Regions from separate parts of the Zea mays genome. Here region 2 is linked to region 1. The links are chromatin contacts, called in public Hi-C maps. All regions are on one chromosome and are shown on one strand. The core of a region is the stretch at or near the end of the contact, and the rest is flanking DNA. Distances in the headings are between cores, read along the strand shown. Region 1 holds the start of LOC100282368 (CREG1 protein). Region 2 holds the start of LOC100276401.

Region 1 (4,468 bases), core at 720-3,219:
TCGTGCACTGGAGGAGCCACTGGGATGGTTGATGGCATTGAGTCCCTCTCAAGGGACTTAGCCAGCGTCAACATTTCACCCGGTGCGTCGCCAGCCGCACCTGCACCAACATCCCTGGCACCACCTCCTCCGATGTGGGAAACACTAGTTCCCCACGTCGTTGAGCGAGTGGTGTCAGCTACACCGGCCCTCCCATCCGCGGGTCGAGAGGAGCCAGACGCTCTTTGGAGAGACATGGCGGGGGTCGGGGGAGAACCATCCGTGTTCAACCCCATCCCCTTTCAACCAAGTTTCGACACCAGCTCTGTCACCCTGGATGTACGCCAGGCTCTCTTTCCCCTCCTGGTGCCTGGACTCTGAGGAGGAAGACGGTCCGAGCTTCCCCCTGGACTTCTCCGGGCTGAGGGATCCTGAGTCCATGCTGCAGTTTTTGTATGTGTGTGACGAGATGCTCTCTGAAAGCTCGGAGGGTTACAACTCCGCGTAGATTGGTCGACAGTGGCACATCCGAGGTGCAACGTGCAAGTGGAGCATGCTAACGGCATGATCCTGCAGGGACTGAAGCCGAGGATCTTCAACGACCTGAACAAGGTCAGTAGACGGTGGCTCGCCGAGCTCCCTTCAGTAATCTGGAGCCTGAGGACTACTCCGAGCCGAGCTACGAGATTCACACCATTCTTCGTGGTCTACGGGGCCGAGGCCATCTTACCCACCGACATAAAGTATGGCTCCCCGAGGCTGCAAGCGTACAACAAACGCAACAACCAAGTCAGCTGTGAAGACTCGCTGGACCAGCTGGACGAAGCTCGAGACGTATCTCTCCTTCACTCAGCAAAATATCAACAATCCCTTCGGCGCTACCACGAACGGCGCGTCCGACTCCGAGGGTTCCAGGAAGGCGACCTGGTGCTTCGGTTACGACAAGACAACCGAGGACGCCACAAACTCATTCCTCCTTGGCAAGGACCCTTAATCATTGTCAAGGTGCTGAAGCCGGGAACATATAAGCCCTGCAACATGGAGGAGAAGTCTACGATAACGCCAGTTACGTCGTTTTTACCCTTAGAGATATAGGCCGAGGTCTACTTGCACTATGTTCATATGTTTAAGAGAAGCCCTTGAAGCCGTCAGAAAAATGTCCACCGGACGTTTCCATGTTTCTTGCTGAGACTCGTGAGTTTTTTTAAGCAAGGCATTAAATTGACCGAGGCAAATCATCGTCTCAGTCCGGTAGTGAAAATAGAGCTCTCTAACCTAACTAGTATATTGGGTGCGCCGTCCACGAGTATTTCAACAATAACGATATGTTGAGTATTTTAGCTAGCGACAATAATAAGCGATCTAAGAGCAACTCCAAGATCAAGAGACTAGGTATATAGTTTTGTAAAGATAAATTTAGCTAATATTAAAAGAAAATTGTATCCAATAGACTCTGTAAACGACTCTTCAAATTTAGTGGCTCTCTATTTCTTCATCTTCGCTCTCCAGTTTTGGATAGCCTACTTCACTCTCTATTTCAGTCAGTAAATTTACCGAGTCTGTTGGATTAGTCTACATTTTTTCTCTAAAATCTATTTTAGAGAGTAGCTAAATCACTAAATTTGGCTAGTCTTTTTAGCTAATCTCTTGGAGTTGCTCTAAAAAAAAGCAAATTTCTCTACGTCTGGAGAGGTTATCAGGTTAGGAGCAAGGTTGTTCTCTCCATTAATGCATTTTCAATTAAATATAAAAAATTAATTGTAAGTTCAAACGCAATATCTAATAGATTTGTAAAGAACAATTTATCAAATAATAATAATAACGACTATCTAGTTCGGCCACTTGCCCACTTCCATACCCAAGGTCTAATACCGAATTATCGGAAATAATGTTGATTACTTAAAAACGATTAACGAATTTTGATTGCGTGATTGCGTCCGCCTCCTTCAACCCTATCCACATCTGGCACAGAGGAAAATTGGCTACGGTACAAAACACCGAGGCATCGATGGACTCTTCCACCAGCTGACAGCTATGATTTCCCCTGCTCACCTCGCCTTCGCCGCCGCCTTCCTCCTCGTCGTCCGGTCGTCGGCGCCTGGCGCTGCTGCCGCCCGCCCGATCTTCGATGGCAAGCCATCCCCCTCCGAGGCCACCGCCACTGCGAGGTGGCTCGCCGCCCAGAACACGTGGGGTGTCCTCAGGTTCCCTCCAGTTCATCCCGAAACCCTTCTCCCGTGCTCTTGCCCCCGCGACATGGCGCCGGAGCTAGTTCCTTAGCAGCACGTGTTCGTGTTGGTTCGATCGAACCGGGAAACTGCTGGTGCTAGATGAAATTTGTCGCTTTGGAGTTTGGAAACGATGTTGTTATCTGGCGGTGGTTAAGTGCTGAGAGTATATAAAAATTTGCTTGAGGCTTCGTAGTCTCGAGAATTTTTTGTGCTCGTTGCTTTGTAGTTTGCGGGAGCTGTGTTTGTTTTTTTTTCACAAAGGAAAATTAGGTGATAAAAAGTATTGAAAAAAATCTTCCAGCCTCAACATAACAAAGAAGCACACGGCCTTTTAACAAAGAGAAGCCACCCACAGTAGTGACACTCAATCTGAAGACCACCCATATGCCCGGGAGAATATAACCTTAGCCATCCATGCCAAGTGTTGCATAGCCTCCACAACTAAATCCTGTGTAGTTTGGGGGAGCTGTGTAGATGCCATTGGTGGAGCTAGAAATTTAGCTTTGGGTGTGCACAAAGCATATGGGTCTAAAAAAACACTCATTTAATTTGTTGCTTAAACGGTAAAATAGAAAACATGCATACGCAACTTCAATTGCTTAATACATGGCTTAAACGTCACATGGTTTTAGTCTCCCATGACTTGAATGAGCATGGGAGTAAAAAGATAAGGTCTAAGGAAAATTACAGTTTGACCTTGTGCTCTGTCTAAAAGTACAATGTCCTTGTTCAGCTTCAAAGGTTCAACACTTTTCTGAAGTCTGAACCATAGGTTTAGAGCTTCAATTTCTAGGTGGTTTCGTAATACAATTTCGAAGTGCAGTGAAATCAATGTGAAAAAAATAAGAGTTAATCTCATTTTGAAGTAAATCAATAAGTGAAAAAAATAGGAGTTAATTGTCTCAGCTTACTGCTTTTGACTGCTGCTTCCTTCCATGTTGGACCCAATGGTGAAACAATGATGGTCCTGACAGGGTACTGATGAGTGGCCTCCACTTGCTAATTGGGTGTTGATAGTTGGCTGAATGTTGAAATAAAGAACTGCCCCCAGCTAATGTGAAAATATAGAACTGCTTCCTGCTGATGTAGTGTCATTTTGGTTGTGCCTGGGCACACCAGACTGCAAATGGTACATGCCCAAAATTTAAGACTGATTTGGGAGAAGCCACTACCTTGATATACGAACTGTACAAAGACAGATTCATAATTCAAGATTTAGAGTACACTGTATTCATGAGTCATCACGTCAATAAGTCCAGTTTATTAGTGGACATATTACTAGTGAATTGCAGAATTGAAATCTGTAAGGCCTTGTTCGTTTCATCCCAAAACGGCAAAACCATGTGGATTGAGGGATATTGGGGTGGATTGAGGTGGATTTTGATTAGTAGTGGATTTATTCCCCCTCAATCCACATGGATTTGAAACAAAATGAACAGGCCCTAAATGTGTTCAATTTTGTTCCTTTCTCAGGTTATTGTAGATCAATTTCCGTTTGGTTGGTTACTGATCAATCTTGAATATTTCATTTGCAGCACAATATCAAGTGACTTAAGTGGAGCTCCATTTGGGTATTCCTTCTTGTCTCACTTCTGCAAACAGCTGGCATATACTCTTTTCTGACTGGTGAACTTGATTCATGGCTTCTTTTATGTATAGCAATGTAGTTTCATATAGTGATGGAGTACCAGGCGAGGGCCGTGGAATACCCTACTTTTATCTGACAACTCTGGATCCCAGTGCAAGAGATGCACTGGAAGATGAAAGGACCTCTTTTACCCTTAGTGAGTTCCCTCTGGGAACTTGTGGGGAAATAGATCCTGAAAACCCCACTTGTGCAAAACTTACTCTTAGGGCTAGTTTGGGAACACTAATTTCCCATGGGATTTTCATTTTCCCAAGGGAAATTAGTTCATTTTCCCTTGGGAAAATGAAAATCCCATGGGAAATTAGTGTTCCCAAACTAGCCCTTAATGGAAAGGTACTAAAAATTACATCCATGATAAGATGATCGATCACTCGCCGTTTGTATGCATTTAGCCTATTTGTTTAGTTGTGTTTGAACTGACAATGATCTATTTGGGCCTGAACTGGTTTTCTACCTATAAATTTCACAGCTGATGTTTCTGTAGAATGAATACACGCTGATGGGCTTGAACTGTCACTATTTGGGCCATGGGCTGTATACTTATAGCTGCATGTGTGTTTTCATTTCATGTTAGTAATGCTAATGCCTTATGTATTTCTCATAATTAAAC
Region 2 (4,468 bases), core at 1,166-3,665, 290 kb before region 1:
ACGTGAAGAAACAAGTGATAGCTCAGTCAGAAGAGCAGAGAGGCTACAAACCTAGGCTCAAATCAGGGCATTTATAGGTTGCATGGGTAGTTGGTTACCTTCCTGAGGACCCTATTTTTTATTTTGGCCCTTTATGTGAAAGTTTTTCACAAATACGTCCTTTTCGGTTTCATTTCAGGAAATGGACCCTTAGCTCGGCGCCATCATCATTGGCGCCGAGGCTACACGTCTCAGCGCCAATTTAATTGGCGCCAAGGTTTCGAATCCGCACGCTTAGGTGGCGCCCACGTGGTAGCGACCTCGATGCCATGAATCTCGGCGCCGACCTTGGTGCCAAGATTCGTGGCGCCGAGGCCTGGCTACCTGCCGCTGCTTCAGGAAGGATGCCCGATTAGGGGTCATGTCGAGGTCGTCCCATCGTCTGAGGAGCAGAGCAGAGTAGTGCACCACGTCATGATGCGTCTCCTGCACCTCGTAGCATCGCCACCAGTCGGATCCGCTACTATGAAAAGCTGTTGCTGCGCCTACGCGCACCATGAGCACTTCAACAATAGATGCTTCAAACATTTATTGACTCTAGGAGCCCAACCCATGCATGTGTAAGTACGCAGCAGGATCCTCTGCCGTAACGTCCCCGAACGTAGCCGCCGTGGGCCGGCTGACGTATGGGCCTAGCCGTGGCTTGGCCCCGCCTGGCAGCGGCGGGACATTACGGCAAAGGAGCCCCTCGCGTGTAAATACATCAAAACCCATAGTCCATTGTGTATTTGGTGTACCAACATCCTTTCTGAAGCAACGACAGGTAGCTAGGCCTCAGTGCCATGGATCTTGGCGCTGAGGTTGCTGCCACGTGGGCGCCATCTAAACGCGTGGACCCGAGATCTCGGCGCTAATTAAATTGACGCCGAAACGTGTAACCTCGGCGTCAATGATGACAACGCTGAGTTGAGGATCCATTTTCTAAAATGAAACCGAAATGGTGTATTTGTAAAAAAAAACTTTAGAAAAAAGGGCCAAAAAACGGTTCTGACTTCTGAGGACAGGTTCCAGCAAGTTTTCCAGCTAGCCAGGGTTCAGTATTCCCTCCCTCAAGATTCAAGACACAAGCAACCAAGATGTCTTCTTTCCATGGTCGAGATTTTATTTCTAAAAAAAAGTTTCAAGTTTTAAATTCAGATACAATTTGAAGTACTTTAAATCCATATAGCTGTACCAAACTAACAAATGCAAATGCTTTTTCTAACAGAGACATGTGCCCTTAATGAATAATAGCTGTTTTAATCAACGTTAATACTTAATACTCCCTCCGTCCTAAAATATAAGTCATTCCAAAATTCTTGGAGAGTCAAAGTTTTTTCAAGTTTGACCAAATTTATACAATGAAGTATTAACATTTATGATATCAAATGTATATCATTAGATTCTCCATTAAATATATTTTCATAGTATATCTATTATCTATTATGTGTCATAAATCTTTATGAGTCTCGCTATACTTTTAGTCAAACTTTAAAAACTTTAACTCTCCAAAAATCTTGGAATGACTTATATTTTGGGACTGAGGGAGTACTAGCTAACTTCCTTCGAATATTGCAAATTCACGCAACTGTAGTTTTCCGCTGTTAAAACACATGTTAGACATATAACCAATATATCGAATTATATAATCTACTGGTCCATAGATAGCATATAAATAGGTGCGTCGGGTAGTACAAATCAATTTGAAAATAATTTCCACACGAAAGCAAATCCATCACCTATTGCAAGCCTGTTTACACTACATTGTGCATACTTTTACTCCAGAAGTCATTTTTTTACTCCTAATTACTTGAATCCGTATCTAGCCTCTTCAGTCTTCACAACACCTCAGATAACGAACTGTTTACGCATGTATCCAGCTCCAAGCATGAAGCATGGACAATCGGATACAAACTAGAAACTACTCCGAACGACGAATTTCAAAATCCGGAAAAAGCATGAGCGGGAAGGGCGTACGGCTTACCTTTTGGGGCCGAAGGTGGCCTGCGGCAGCGAGACGTAGGAGCGGAGCGGGTTGAGCGCGTCGGGGTGCAAGCCCGCAGCCTCGCCGCCGCCCGGCGGGAGGGCCCAGCGGGAGGACGCGGAGAGGGAGGCTTCGGCCGGGGGCGGCGTCCCCTTGATGGGCACGGAGTGGCGGAGGATCTCCGGTAGCACGTCGGGGGAGGGCTGCGCCGACGCACCCCCGGGCGCCGAAGCGGAGGGCGGGAGCTTCTCCGCGAGGCGGCCGACGGCAGTCTTTGACTCCTGGAGGAAGTACGCGCCCTCCTTGGCGGCGAGGCGGCCGGCGAGGAAGCTCATGAACGGCGGCGCTTTGGGCCTGGGGATCGCGCGGTTTGCGGCGACGTTTGGATTTGGGTTTTCGACGCTTTCCCGATTGAGAATGGCCGGGGGCGTGTGGGTGCTTTTGTAGCTCGCTCGAGGGACACCGGACACGACGGCAGCAACATGGCAATAAATAACCGTGGATAATTATTCATTGAATATGGGTACGGTAGAATTTGGTATCCGCGAGTACGATTATGGATACATGTATGAGTTGAGTTTTGTCTCGCGGGTATGGATTCGCGAACTATATATCCGCGTACTACCCACCCGATTGTCATTCCTAATAAGGAGTGACGTGGAGGGCAGCGTGTTTGTATCTGTGCCACTGCAGGTGCAGGCATACCTATTTTATGTTATTATTAATGTTTTGAAAGGTAAATATTCAGAAAAAATGTTTTGAAAGATATTAGGTTCTTAATGTATTTCTGGTTGACATCGAGCTAACCATTCAATTCGCATGTGTTGAAAACTGGATGTCGGCAGATGTAGCCCATCAGGATTGGGATCCTAGACTCGATGCTTGCTAGCGTTCACCAATTCTCATGTTACATACTAAAGGTATGTTTGTTTTTGTTAGTATTAAAAATTAGTAAGTTTAGATTGTTCGTTTCGGATTAAAGCCGGCTGTTTGGATTGCTCCAGCTGCAATTTATAGAGATAAAAACACTATAAAAATAGTATAAGTCGGTACGAATTAAAATCAAGTAAACATGCTGTTAATAGCTAGTAAAAGGTTGTTTGATTTCACCTACTAATAAGTGGTTGGATAGTAAATTATATATTTATATCTATTAACCATTCTAAACCAGTTAATGGAACTGGCCCGCCAGCTAACAATTAGTAAATCTACTGGCATTAATTTTATATGCTAATTTTTAGTGCTAATAGATCTAAAGAGGCTCTAAAGCAACTTCATCAGATTGAAAAAAATAATCCTTTTGCTTTAAGAGTTGTTTATAATGAGATGGAAATCAATTACTCCAAGAGACTCTCTTAACCATATTTTTTTTCTTAATTCATCAAACTCTATTCAACCCCTCGAAGAAAAAGGAAGTGTCAAATGCTGTTCTCAATCCCCTTCCGTCACTAACACGTGAGCACACGATAGAAGGAAAGAGAAGAGAGGAGAGATGTAATCATGTAACCGACATATGGTTCCACATGAAAGTTTTTTTTTAATTTGGTGCAGAAACTCTTCCCTAATATAAAAATTTGAGTTTCGTCAACCTTCTATACTATCTTTTTAAGAGAAAAAGCATCTAGTGGAGTTATTGCGTTTTCGTAATCTCCTATACTATCTTTTAGGGTTTATTTAGTAACAAGAGAATTGAGGGGTTAGAATTTCTTACTATTTAATTTTGAATAGTAAGAAATTATAGCCCCTTCAATCCCCTCTCATCCCATTTCTCTCAAACAAACCTTTAGGATTAATTTGGAAGCCACAGAACCGAAGAAAATTGGAGGGACCAAAATCCCCTCCTTATTCAATTTTGAATAAGAAAATGATTTTAACCCCTACAACCTTCTCCGGTATTTGGACTCCCAAACTAGCCAAGGAAAGAAGATCCCATGAAGTTGCTCTTACACAAGACCTTTTATACTTAGGTTCGTGCATGATATGAGTGTTGTCTTTGTGTATGATGTTCTAGTAAACAAAACTAGATAATTAAACAAATAGATACAACAAATAGAAAAACAAAATAGGATTTAAAATAATTAATTGGAAATATTAATTAAATATATAATTAAACAAAGTGCATATAAACAATATATAATTTGTTTATAGTATATAACTCATAACAGTTTCAATGAATTGACTTTCAGTTTTTTTAAGCACACAACTAACATCAGTTTTTTCACAGCAGACAGCAAAAAACAGTTTTTTTTCAGCAGACAACATAACCAAACGCACCCTAATAAGTGTGTCTAACCATGTCTTGGGAAGCAAGTCGTTCCAGCTAAAGACCGTCCCTTTATGCAAGACTGCATTGCCAGTTTCTTTGCCTTGGTCAACAAGCTCATTTGCCACAACAGTCAACTATGGCTCATCTTATGATACCATAATATAGAATAACGAGCAATAGCTTCTTCCACTATCTAAGCA

The links. A called contact is a pair of places that touch in the nucleus more often than the background predicts.
Region 2: a Hi-C map of tassel shows a contact between it and region 1, with 2.1 times the contacts expected there. The contact joins the promoter of LOC100276401 here to the promoter of LOC100282368 in region 1. A contact is called at or near these places in 5 of 25 Hi-C or Micro-C datasets (ear, endosperm, leaf and 1 more).

The regions. Positions count from the first base shown.
Region 1 is chr6:125,322,641-125,327,108 of Zm-B73-REFERENCE-NAM-5.0, reverse strand. It overlaps LOC100282368 (CREG1 protein), which reads left to right and starts at 1,969. Exons shown (of 7, transcript NM_001155280.1): 1 at 1,969-2,183; 2 at 3,746-3,781; 3 at 3,870-4,059; 4 at 4,180-4,191. The coding sequence starts at 2,014. LOC109940201 (a long non-coding RNA gene) reads right to left here. Exons shown (of 2, transcript XR_002262809.2): 1 at 4,175-4,468; 2 at 3,935-4,053.
Region 2 is chr6:125,614,666-125,619,133 of Zm-B73-REFERENCE-NAM-5.0, reverse strand. LOC100276401 reads right to left here and starts at 2,415. Exons shown (of 5, transcript NM_001150206.1): 1 at 2,003-2,415. The coding sequence starts at 2,337.